Linked DNA regions of Mus musculus: region 1 is linked to region 2. Evidence: chromatin contacts called from public HiChIP or PLAC-seq data. All regions are on one chromosome and are shown on one strand. Each heading gives the region's core, a stretch centred on a gene start, on an enhancer-like site or on the middle of the called end of the contact. The rest is flanking DNA. Distances are from core to core; before and after follow the strand shown. Region 1 overlaps Esr1 (estrogen receptor 1 (alpha)). Region 2 has its middle 90 kb from the start of Esr1.

The links. HiChIP or PLAC-seq counts read pairs in DNA pulled down with a chosen protein or histone mark.
Region 1: an H3K27ac HiChIP or PLAC-seq map of a colorectal cancer cell line shows a contact between it and region 2, with 3 times the contacts expected there. The contact joins two enhancer-like sites. A contact is called at or near these places in 3 of 39 promoter capture datasets (hippocampal neurons, liver and pre-B cells), 1 of 15 datasets of contacts at CTCF or cohesin (large pre-B cells), 2 of 484 Hi-C or Micro-C datasets (adipose-derived mesenchymal stem cells and uterus), 2 of 115 datasets of contacts at active chromatin or transcription factors (bone marrow-derived macrophages and a colorectal cancer cell line) and 2 of 9 other capture datasets (adipose tissue and liver).

Annotation. Positions count from the first base shown.
Region 1 is chr10:4,887,776-4,894,091 of GRCm38.p6, forward strand. All of the region lies in intron 5 of Esr1 (estrogen receptor 1 (alpha)), which reads left to right. Among named protein-coding and RNA genes, the nearest start is that of Esr1, 180 kb to the left of the region's middle. Within about 2 kb of position 1,371, at least 1 of the 459 cell types and tissues checked has an H3K27ac peak or open chromatin away from gene starts, as enhancers often do. A contact at or near this core is called in a colorectal cancer cell line, where this site is marked.
Region 2 is chr10:4,617,224-4,623,639 of GRCm38.p6, forward strand. It overlaps a transcript of Esr1 not described here. Among named protein-coding and RNA genes, the nearest start is that of Esr1, 90 kb to the right of the region's middle. Within about 2 kb of position 4,413, at least 113 of the 459 cell types and tissues checked have an H3K27ac peak or open chromatin away from gene starts, as enhancers often do. A contact at or near this core is called in a colorectal cancer cell line, where this site is marked.

The sequences.
Region 1 (6,316 bases), core at 121-2,620, 270 kb after region 2:
CTGCATCTGATACTCCAGCCTAGTTGGTGCATACAATTAGCCATCACATATGGTAAATTATCACATTCTGTCTATAAACCTGAACTAGAGAGAAAAGCTAGAGTTTGAGTAGACATGGTGGAAGGATTGCAGGGTAATGAGCCTTGTAGCTCACTCACTGGTAGATGTTCCCTTAGTTTGATTTCAGCGTATAGCATGTACATTAATGTAAATAATATTCTTTGTTAAAAATAGAGATGATAACTAGGTGCATTATTTGAAATATCCAAGGAATCCTAAGGAGTCCCTTTCTGGCTCATCTTTTAGGGTTGTGAATTTTGTTATGTTCAATAAAGTAGACTCTACAATTTTCATTTAAAACCCCAAACCTAGGGAGAATAAAGAGGAAGAAAGATTGTCACAGTTTGTTTTCATCAAAATCTTGGTGTTTTAGCTTCCGTGATATTTGGGGTGATTTCAGATACTCTCTCTAGTCATTGGAAGTAAAACAAGTCTATCAACAGGAAGTCCATTGACAACATGCTTGGAGAGGTGACTGACGTAATGAGGCAAGTTTGTACCTAAGAGCTCACAGTGAATTGACTCAGTGAATGCTTCTTTCACTAAGAACACTACAACTACAAAACTTCTTTGGCCCAAATTGTTTGGAAGCTGCACTGATGCAGCATGTGATAATAATCATACTTATTACAGTGTTTTGTGATGCTCAGGTTTGGGTTAAACGAGAAATACAATTAGGAGCAGCAGCAATTCCCTTACATTTAGATTTTATTTCACATTTTGAAAACACATATAGCCTCAAAGTAAAAAATGAAATTAAGCTATCTTTATCTATTCTCATATTTAATCTTTTATGTAACATCTTTGTCATTATTTGATTATCTCCCAATGACAAAATATATTTATAACTACCTTTTGCTCCAAGTTTATATATATATATATATATATATACACACACACACACACACACACACACACACACACATACACACACACACACATACAAGAATTACATCTACCATTCAACATAATGGAAAACATTGAATTGAGACTTCTTGAAATCTAAAAGTGTTTATTATCAATTTCCTTTGCTGGTATTACAAATGCTAAGTGCTATGGAAAGCCCATTGAAAACAACTGTAAGTACTGGATAATATGTTGAAAACTATCTTTAACAATGCATCACTGAGCTGGCAAAAGAGTATGGCATTGTAAAAGAACAAAAGGATGTGAAAACAGGAGCCCTGGGAGCCAAGAGAGTCTACTCATGTTTCTACGACCTGACAGCATCAAGATCCCCATTCTGACCTGTACTCAGAACAGCAGGACAGCTTTACATAAGTCTTAAGCCACATGAGCCACGCCCTGGAATGGCATTGGAGTGAATGGAAAATAAACCCAACACAGGAAGGAACACTAACCAAACTTGCCTAATGTAACTTTGGCTGAGAATAGAGGAAAAGATGCACCTTTAATACGTGGGCACCCCAAGCTAATCTACTGTGTGCTTGCTTCAAGGATGGGGGTTATCCTTGCCTTCTGTAGAAACCATAGTCAGGGTCCTTCAATGTGAACCTAGGGAGAGAGTGATGACAGAAATCTAGCAAAGACAATTCATGAATTGATACTGGGGAATGGAACTCCATGTTGGTTCTCAAGGATTTCTCACTAAAAAAGATTTCAAAGGACATGTGTCTGATCAGAAACCATAGAGCAAACATGAAATGCCTTGCACAAGCCACCAGGATTGTGAGAAAAGTAAAATAAACTTGTAGAACCAGCCTCAGGGCTTCAACCAGGGGTGCTTTTGACATGGAAGATGATAGGTATGCATGAAACAGAGGTAAGGAATGAAAGAAGGCTTCGATGTTAGCAGCAAGAAGGAAGATGAACAGCTGGCTGAACAGACTAGAAGACAATAAAAACAGTCTTTGATAACAAAATAGTGTAACTATGGTGGTAAAAAAAAGTTATAGATGGGCCAAAGATGGAATGAATGGAGCACTAGAAAAATTATTTAACTGAAGAATATCCACATATCCTGGATTGAACAAAGCTCCATGTGGTTTCTTTGAAGAGTTATTCCAGGGATGTTTCAGCTTCAGATTTGGAGATAAATTTTTCTACAGAGGACACCAAGTACCAATAAGTTTGTATGTTGGAGAGCTGTTCTTAAATTACTCCAGTTCAAGATTTTATACACACACACACACACACACACACACACTCCTGTGAGGATTAGTTTCAGTGCAGTGTATGGAAGTACCACCATTTTAACCAGGGTTACATAAGGCCACCGAGCAGAGAAAGGAAACACACAATGTTCAGAGAGCATAGCAGCCACATAGCTCCTAGAAATGTTGAAAGACAGCAGACATTGGATTTAGAAGCTTGCGATATGCAAGCAGAAATGGAAAAAAAAATAAATCCTCAGCATGGACCCATATGGTGGAGTGAGCAGAACACCGAGAGTGAAAAGCTTACCTTGAATACAGCTGGAGAACAGACAGATCCTTCAAAGGCAGAGGCATGCCAGTGAGAAGCCAGCGCACAACTCCAATAGGCAGAAGGACATAACTGCTGAGTTACAGCTTCGATAGGGAAGCCATCTGTCAACCTAGAATGATGTGATGATGTCAGCAGACAGAAAGTTTCGTGAGCATGAGTGTGTGCATGCCTGCATACATGTGTGTGAGACCAAAGATAATTTGGAGCATGCATTTTAAACCTAGGAAATAAGATTCTAGCAATAATGTCTGATCTTGTGTTGGGGCTAGATATTGAGATGAGAAAAACAAGGATGAATTCATGAGACAATGGATGAAGCTAAAATACCACAGTACGATAATGATTTATAGGTTGGGATGAAGAAGAGGCAAAGTGTCATGTGAATCCGGCATCCTTTGCAACCTTTCTGTGTGCCTGACTGTTATCTTATTGTCAGGGTATCAGATGAACTGATTTGGGCTCAGCTAGAAATCTCACTTGTTTTTTTTCAGGGATAGGGATATAAATCTTGACATATTTGCTTTCTAAGTACTAGGTCATATAAGGAATTAAAATTCAATGAGATTTGACTGCCATAGTCTTACTAAGGATAATATTTGATGTTGACTGTTCAATAAGTGTTATTTTGATTTTGCTCTAGGTGATATATATTTTTTCTTTTAATATTTTTAATTTTTTAAAAAAATGTAGGGATGATTTTGCTTCAGATTCAAAGACTATTTCATTATTTTGACTTTCAACAATACATAGTGCTTTTAAAATTCAAATTTTTCCCCAATAAGACTTTGAGAATAGTCTCATCAACATTCAGGATAATTTATCCGTTTTAATTTTTCTCTTTTGGGTGGTATTAATTTTTTTAAAAATTATTTTTGCCATTTATTTAATAGTTTAGTACCTCACCCAAATTCATCTGTAAGCATGGCTGATTTTAAAATGTATTTTGAAGTGAGGCCTCACTCCTTCATGAAGAGGTACAGTCAATGGCTGTAGAGAGAGGGAGAATCAATCAGTTTTCTCTAGGAATGAGCCCCGTGATGACTTATTCAATCCCAAGGGTCAGCCCTAAAATCATGCACTTGTAAGCAACACTAAGTAGACCCCACAGATTAGTGTGCAACAAGAATAATTATGAAGGAAGAGAGCATGAAGTTGTCAGGGAGTGGGGGGGGCACAGGAGGAGTCGGAGAAGAAGGGATAGAAGTGATATAAATACAGTATTCATGTGTGAAATTCCCCACCAAAATAAAAAAAAAATGACTAATGAAAGAGAAAACAACACAGCAATCAGCCAAAAGCTAGTCATGGCTGGTAAAGAGGATGAAATATTTATTCAGTTTTGCATGTTTACTTTGAAAGTAAAGCTTTGATGAGTTGCATGTAACAGTACTGTCCAGTCTTTCGCATAAACATGTATATGACATTTTATTTTATATTTGCTGAGTAGAAGAATGTAGACAAGGCCTTTTTAGCCATCCCGTTTTAGAATACATATGGAGCAAGGACAGAACCCTTTAGAGTGTTGGTGACTGATGAGATTTCTTGGAACCTACTGCATGCTGATTTTACTAGGCAAGATAACAACTTCAGATGGTCAGCTGCATTCCAGTTCATATCTCCTTTAACATCCCTCTCTCTTGCATTCTTGGATTGTAGCACTCCTACATACTGGTTAAGAAGTCATTACTCTGTACAAAGAAAACTCGGTGGAATTAATTTCCTGGTATCTTCTCTCTTTGATGTGTCACGATAAGGCTCTGAGTAAGTTTTGGTGGCTGGCATCAATTCAAAGAACAATTCTTGACCTAGGTGTGGGGGAGGAGCAATAAAAGAAAAAAATGTTTTTTCCTTAAATAGGTTAAAATATCTATTTTTTAAAAATAGCCTTAAATCGTTTTTCTTCTTATTAGGTGACCTAAGATGGATAACTAATTGAGAGAGTTAAGTACAATAGAGAGCTCTTTGAACAGCATCGTGTGTCTGGGTTATCTTGCCCAAAAGCTCAGACAGATACGACTTGTAAGCCAGACTCATCTGAAGTTTTCAAATGGCTGCAGGTGTCTTAGGAAGAGACTAATTTTATTTTCTGATGATTGGAAAGAATGACCAGATCACGAACTCTGAAGCTCCTCTTGGTCCCTCATGTCCTGGACAACGCGTTCTGAGTTTCTATTTTCAGTTGGACAGTGACTTCGTCTTCCTGCTCATTCTGTATCTCCATCTTAAGGCTCAGGAGCATCTCATCTCACTCGCTCCTTATAAACTTATATGCCACCCCACCCCTCCATTGCTATTCCTATAATGGTGACTCATCTCTAGGAGAGTATAAGTGAGAAACGACATGACACATTCCGGGATCTTCAGGAGTTACTGTGTTTATGGTCTTATTCACTTTTTAATAAACTGTACTGTGTGTAGTAAGTGCTACCCAGCTGGGACTTGGCCAATATTTGTGACATGGAATTATGTTTGGTCTTCAGATAAGTGATAATAAAACACAAGATGACAGACACCTTCAACCCAAGAGAAATATGGACTAAAGATTTTCTTTCTTTGGATAAACCCAGAGTTTTGAAAAACAACTTCATATTTAGTTGTAAGACATTTTTGCTCACAGGTCAAGTTTAATAAAGTAGACTTGAAAAATATGTGGATAATATCTATTAAATTGTTATGAAATAAATATAAATGTGGTATCTACAAAAATTATTGCATCTCTAAGAATGTTGAACTATAAAGATTTAGACATAGGTGATATTTAAAATCTGTTATTCTGTTGAGATATTAAATCTTATTCAGCATGGTTTGTTTGTTTGTTTGTTTTTGATTTTGTTTTGGTTTTTAGGTTTTTTTTGAGATAGAGTTTCTCTATGTAGCCATGGCTGTCCTGGAACTCACTCTGTAGACCAGGCTGGCCTCAAACTCAGAAATTCACCTGCCTCTGCCTTCCAAGTGCTGGCATTAAAGGTGTGTGCCACCATGCCCAGGTAGCATGGTTTGTTGTTGATGTGTCATTTCTTGGACACTTGCCTTCCCATCTTTGATTAGTATTCTTCACATGCATCATGAGTCCCTTTCTTTAAAACAGATTTATTTCTTAGGTCAATTGTAAATGCCAAGATAAATAGTTCACAAATGGTCCCAGGCAAATTGTGACCCATTTTCGTTCTCTCTGTTTAACTTGACATTGAGACTACACAAATTCCTTTACATCATACAAACATATTTCTACAACTTTATTTTACTCATTTTCTCTGTGCTTAATTCATTCAATAAAATGTATGATGGCTGCTACAAAGGAATAGAGTGTGCTAAAATGCTCCCAGCCAAGGTAACAGGACTGTGCACAGAGTGCTCCCAGCCAAGTAAACAGGACTGTGCGTGGAGTACTCCCAGCCAAATAAGCAGAATTGTGCTCAGATGTGCTTCCAGCCAAGTGAACAGGACTGTGCACAGACAGCAGGGATGAACAGGTGGAGGAAGGAGGAGGGACTAAAAGCTTGAGAGACTGGTCAAAATCCCCCCTCAAATACACTCCTGGGCTAGGAAGAATCAGATACTAGGAGGTTGCTGGGTGAGCAGTCTACCCATTTGGTGCTCCAGTTTCAGCAAGACACTGTCAAAAATTGCACTCGCGCGTGTGTGCGCGCACGCGCGCGTGCACACATACACACACACACACACACACGCACACACATACACGCACACACATACACGCACACACACACACACACACACACGAGAGAGGTTGTATTTACACATGAGGAAAAAAAGTAAAATAGACTCTTTGGAATCTCATTTACTTTAC
Region 2 (6,416 bases), core at 3,163-5,662:
AGCTGATGCCATTGAAGGCTTGCCTAGGGAAGGGAGCCTGTGACACCTCTCGCCACCACTGAAATGCTTCAGATGATTTGGAGCTGAACCCAGTGATTGGGGAGCTAAAGAGGAGGGGTGTAAGGAGATTGTTTTTCCCCTTTCTCTCTGTCTCTGTCTCTCTGTCTGTCTCTCTGTCTGTCTCTCTGTCTCTGTCTCTGTCTCTCTGTCTCTGTCTCTCTGTCTGTCTGTCTGTCTCTCTGTCTGTCTCTCTGTCTCTCTGTCTGTCTCTCTGTCTGTCTCTCTGTCTGTCTCTCTCTGTCTCTCTCTGTCTCTGTCTCTCTCTGTCTCTCTCTCTCTCTCCCTCTCTCTCTCTCTCTCTCTCTCTCTCTCTCTCTCTCCCCCTCTCTCTCTTTCTCATCCTTTAAAGGAGTATGGTACGGTAAAAGGTTAGGGTGACAGCTATGTAAGAAAACAAGGCAGGTGTCTGTTGGGGACAAAGGTTGGGAGAAAATGCTAAGCACATTCAGTAATCTAATTTAGGTTACAACGAATCTCAAAGGCTGCTGAGAGTGTCCCTTGGCAGCTGATGCCTGGCTTTCCTGTTTTGAGCAGAGAGGGGCAGGGAGAGGGTAACAGGGTATCACTCTGTTGGAGGGACATTGCTCATGTTGCTTTGGTGTCCTTCCCTCTAGTCCATTTTCAGACTTCACCAATCAAGCAAAGGGCTGCTTCAAATCTAGTGTGCAACCAAACCAAACCAAACCAAACCAAACCAAACCAAACCAAATCAAAACAAAACAAAAAAAGATTCATAGAAAAATGTTTTCTAGGAAAGGCAAAACCCAGAAACCAAGAGTCAGCTCACTGTAGCACTTCTGTTGCATAAGCAGGGTTCAAGTGCAGAGTATTAATCACTGAGAACAGTTCACAAATTATTTGTGTTCCGATGAGACAGGCCCTCAGTCTCCTTCCTTCTCACTGTTTGGACTTGGTCCATCTCACTCCTTCTTCAGCATTGAGAGTAGAAAGGACATTTAAATGTGCCAATTTTCTCCTTGTGGGAAGCCTCACTCATGTGTTGAGCAAGGAGAGAGATTTATATTGTTACAGAGAAGAAGGCTTGGGGGAAGGTTCAAGGCCTTAATTTGTTCATAGGGAATGCTATCATCTACCACCGTTTATATTTGAGACTTGAACACACCAGGCAGGTTGTAGAAGTAAAAAAGTGTGGCTAAAAGCCTGCACTTGACTTCTTCATCTAGTTCAGTTCAATTTATTGCCCCCCCCCCCAAAATTATCAAACCTATTCTCAGAGGAGAAGTATTTTCTGTGACCACAAGGAAACATCTGTGAGGTCAAACCTGAGCCAGTCAGAACATTTAGCATGTGAGGTTTAGATTTCAGGAGAAGAAAATTAATCAAGGAAACCCTTAAAGCTATGAAGAAGGCAAATCAGAAAAGTCTCTTATCGCTGGCAAGCTGAGGCTCTGAGTTCATATTAATTAAGACATGTCAGACTCCACAATGAATCAAGTAGGGAGTGTCATATTCTGGTAACTTTGGAAGCCAGTGTCAGTCCTGACCGCCAGGATTTATGGTAGATTATATAATGGAATCTTGAGTTCTGAGACATCAAAGGAAAGTTCTGGCTCTTTCCTCATGCACTCTCTTAGGTCAAGCCTACCCAGCAACAAGCCAAGCGGAGGGCTGAGCTCGTAGAGACTGCCAAACCTGATAATGCATAACTAGAGAGTAGCTATGGAGGGGAAAAATGTGGACTGAAGTCAGGTAAAGACTGCCAGGCAACTTGGTTAACGTCCACAGTCCAGTTCTGCTCAACAGCAGCCAATCGCTGGCTTTGTGTAGTGATTTAGAACCAGTCTAAAACACTAGGGCAGAAGAAGTAAACTTTATTACCAAGGTGGTTGCATGCTCGTGCAAACGTTCTCCACATCAGTATCATCTGTGATTGTGTCTAATTCTGAGTATCTACAGGGAGCGGATTTTACTCTCTTTCTTACAGGCGTGGGCAGAAGTGCTGGAGGAAGCCTGTACCATCTGAGGGAACACCTGGGAAAGGTTTCTTTCATTTTTCTCCCCTCCAGCGTACACACGCTCCCCACTGAAAGGCCAATGCTTTCTATCACTTGGGATTCATCAAGTTTATATGTTTGTATCATCTTAATTTTAGCAGGACACAGGAACGAAGTATATCAGCCTACAGGATGAGGTTTGAATTACTTTAGTTAACACACACACACACACACACACACACACACACACACACACACACACAAACACACACACACACACACACACATACACACATACACAAACAGTGGCAGAATCAATGTGGTGTTTTTCTCTTCTGTTGGATACGGAAACCACAAACTACTTAATTTGAGCAGGTGTTTCCCAACTCAAAATTACAGCCATCAACCCCTTGTTCACTGTAAACCTGTCAGGGTGAATTCATTTTCTAGTAGACTTCTCTCCCTCTCCCTCCCTCCCTCCCTCCCTCCCTCCCTCCCTCCCTCCCTCCCTCCCTCCCTCCCTCCCTCCCTCCCCACTCCTATTCTCTCTCTCTGGTTTTCCAAGACAGGGTTTCTCTGTGTAGCCCAAGCTCTCTTGGAACTCACTCTGTAGACCAGACTGGCCTCGAACTCACAGAGATCTGACTGTCTTAGACTCCTGAGCACTTTGATTAAAGTCGTGCACCACCACTACCACCCATCTCATGTGTTCTCCTTTCTTTTGAGAAAAAAAGTTTGTAAAAAAGACCCACTGTTTCTTGTAATTAAAAAAAAAAAGATATCTTAACATTTGAGACAGATGGATATAACCTGTACATTTTCACCTTGACATAACACTTAAAAAACAAAAACAAAAACCTAGGGCCGTTCCCCTCCCCCTTCCCCTTCTCCTCCCCCTCCCCTCTTCTCCTTTTTACTCTCTTCCCCTTCCTTCTTCTTCCCCTCACTCCCCTTCCTCCTTCTGTTCTCTCCCTTCTTCCCACCCCTTCCCCTACAATTTTCCTTCCCAGATATATATCGAATCCAGGGTCTGGCATCCTGATGGAGGTTGCTCTACCACAGAGCCACGCCCCCTTCAGGCTTGGCTGAAGCATCTTTACCTGCTATCAGGGAGACTCACCGCCTTGCTTACAATACAGACTGCCTGCCCTAAATAGAGATCCCTACCCTCAGTGTTTTTTTTTTTTTAAAGCTTTTAAATTGTATTTTTCTCTCTCACAGCTTTGCAATAGCTGTTAGTAAGCAAAAAAAACATTCCCTTCTTCGACGTTATGACCCTTTTCTTCTACTGCTAATTGAATGGCGTTGATAAGGAGCAACATGTGAATTCATGTTTAACCCTAAAATGGGGAGCAGACGTATGTATTTCCAGTTGCTACTTAATAATGGCCTTTCAGTAATTAAGAGCCTTCTCCTCTGAACGTAATTATTCAAAGGGACAGTGGAAGCTTTGTAAAAGAATGTATGCCCATGTAAGCAGGCGAAAAGTCATTTCACATGTATTGTGGACACCAGTCGTAACATGTTTTACTTAAAAGTTAGAACTGAAAAGGTCTTACTGACTTCCAAATCCATTTCTCACTTCCTCCATTGAGCATTTTGAACCAGCTCACAGCCCTTTTGGAAAGCCAGGTCTCTGTTACTACAAATGTCCACATTGTCTGCCCTGCCAGCTGCGTTCGTTAGCAGTTTTCTCCAGTAGCAGGCCATGTGATATAAAATATCGAACGTCCTCTGGCTTGTAAATATCATGTTAACCTTCAAAGCGTTCGAAAGCGCAGGAAATCTGAGTCAACAGAATAGTATGTAAGTTTATTTTTATAGAACCTGCCTGAACTGCAAGGGAGGGGCGGGGCGTGGACCCAGGCCTGCCTGCCAATCTGCGCTGCCAGTGAACTAAGCCTGATCCCACTGAGAGCCAGGCCAGCGGGCTTCGGTCAACTTGCTGACTTCCTACTTGCAGAACTGGGCAGTTCCGGGGAAGCACTTTCAGGAAATCTTCCGTTGACACCGTGTCTGTCCAACTGTGTAGGAAATGAAGGGTTCTAGCAAAGTTTTTACTCAGTGACTAATCAAAATATTAGATAATTTTGCTAAGCTGGAGCTTAGTCACTATCCTCAGAAGTGCTGTGGGACTTGTCCGGCAAGTCTTCAGGTCTATCTGATCAACCGTCCTCAGGCACAAGGGACCTTCTTAGCCCCTGCCTGGAAGGACGTGGCCGACCCCGGGCTGTTTAGGAGCACATACCCACTCCCCCACACCCCCAGCTCCTCTGGCTTATTAGTTTAGACAGTTAGGGTTCTAATCCCACTATGAGGAGTCTGAGCAGTGGTGAATCTGCCCTCCCGAAACCTCTGTGGCCTTGTGGGGATGGCTGCCGGTTGGCGTTTCCAGGAAGACAGCGCCTGCAGCTATTTGCCAACTCCATGTTGGCAGCTGGTTTGATTCCTCTTTTGGATAGCAAGAACAGCATGATGAAGAAAAGGCAAAGGGGAGGGCTTGGCAAACAACGTGTCCTTCATCTTGATGGGGATTGCAATGTGCAAAGTAGGTTGCCAGCCATACTGTTTCCAGTACAGTTTCCTTCCCCCCCTCTCCTCCCCATGTCCCTCCCCCTTTCTCTCTCTCTCCCTTTTCCTCTCTTCTTCTCCCCTCTTTCTCATCTCTGTCCCTCTCCCCCTCCCTCTCCTCTCTTCCTCTCTCCCTTTCCCCTCTCTTCCTCCTTTCTCCCTTCTCTCCTCCCTCCCTCCCTCCCTCCCTCCCTCCCTCCCTCCCTCCCTCCCTCCCTCCCTCCTGTGTGTGTGTGTGTGTGTGTGTAGTCTATGAACATGTCTGTATGGATATGTGTGTCAGTACCATACCTATGCATGAGGAGGTCATCTTAGTTTTTGAGAGGAAGTCTCTCACTGAATATGCATCTCACTGTAATGGTTAGAATGACTGACCAATGGGCTCCAGGGGCCAGGCCACCTCTGCTTCTTAGTGCTGAGATTGCAGACTCTGCACACATCCTTTGTGGGTGTTGGAGATGAGAACTCATGTCCTGTGTGACAAGGCCTTTAGCCGCAAAGCCATCTTCCCTGCCCTGTAGTTGTGTGTTTCTATGCACGTGACAGTCTCTGCAACGACTTCTATTTTTCTTCTAACTTTTTTTTCTACTTTTGAAGTCCTGGATTCAAAATTGATTAATTCCAGAAAGTGGGGTTGTTGCTAGGATTTTGATACAAGTCTGAAAATCAACCAACCAACCAACCACCAACCAACCAACCAACCAACCAACCACCAACCAACCAACCAACCAACCAACAACCAACCAACAACCAACCAACCAACCAACCACCAACCAACCAACTGACCAAAACCCACCAGGACTTGGGATACCATTGAACGCATCTCCCCGAATAACTGCCATTTCTCTTCTGTCACCAGAATCATCCCTCTTCGTGTTTGTTGGGGCTAAAAAATAACCCAGATCTTCTCTCTCCCACTCTTGCGTGCATTTATCTGTTAATGCTAAATTCTATTCTTAAGTAGAAACTCTAAAGGGCTGAAAAATAACATTTGAAGTGTATGTCAATAGATTAGCATGGAGCCCACCTGTGGGTCTGCTTCCTCCCCACTCTTTTAAAGCCAGCTTCCTGTAGGTACAAGGCAGTTCTTTAAAGTCCTGTTTTTCTCTTTGCTAGATGTGAGTTGTCAAATAGTTAACACCAGAACCAGGCTTTTATCACAGTGACAAATACCCTGAAAGAAAATTATTTTGAAGAAGGGAAACTTCAGTGTGGATCACGGTTTCAAATATTTCAGTCTTCTGTCCTGTTGTGGAATGTCGGTGTTGAGGCAGAGTGAGAGTGAGAGTGAGAGTGAAAGAGAGAGAGAGAGAGAGAGAGAGAGAGAGAGAGAGAGAGAGAGAGAAGCAGGGAGGGAGAGAGAGGGAGGGAGGGAGGGAGAGAGAGAGAGAGAGAAGGTAAGATGGAGCAGAAATGCTCATCTTGTGGCCTGAAGGCAGCTGAGGAAGAGATACAGGAAGGTGCTGGGGACAAACTTTATCCTTCTAAGGCATGGATCCAAATTCCTCCAAATGGACTCAACCTCCTAATCCCACCAGTTCCCAGAAACCATTAAACTGTGCCTCTAGCAAGAGATTAGTGTATTAGTGAGGACAGAGCCACCTCTATCTAGTGCCACAGCTGGGGACCAAGCCTTTAAGCCATGAGCCCTGGATGGGTACTTCATATCCAAACCACAGCTCTGTGCTTTGCAGACAGCAGCTCATTTGGCCTTTTTTTTTCAGAGCTCTCAGATAAGCAGCAGGATACCCCAGCCCCCCTTACTAGCATAGTAACCCTAGCTTCAGAGAGATTGTGTAATTCCCTGCAGATACCTTGTTGTGAATGAAG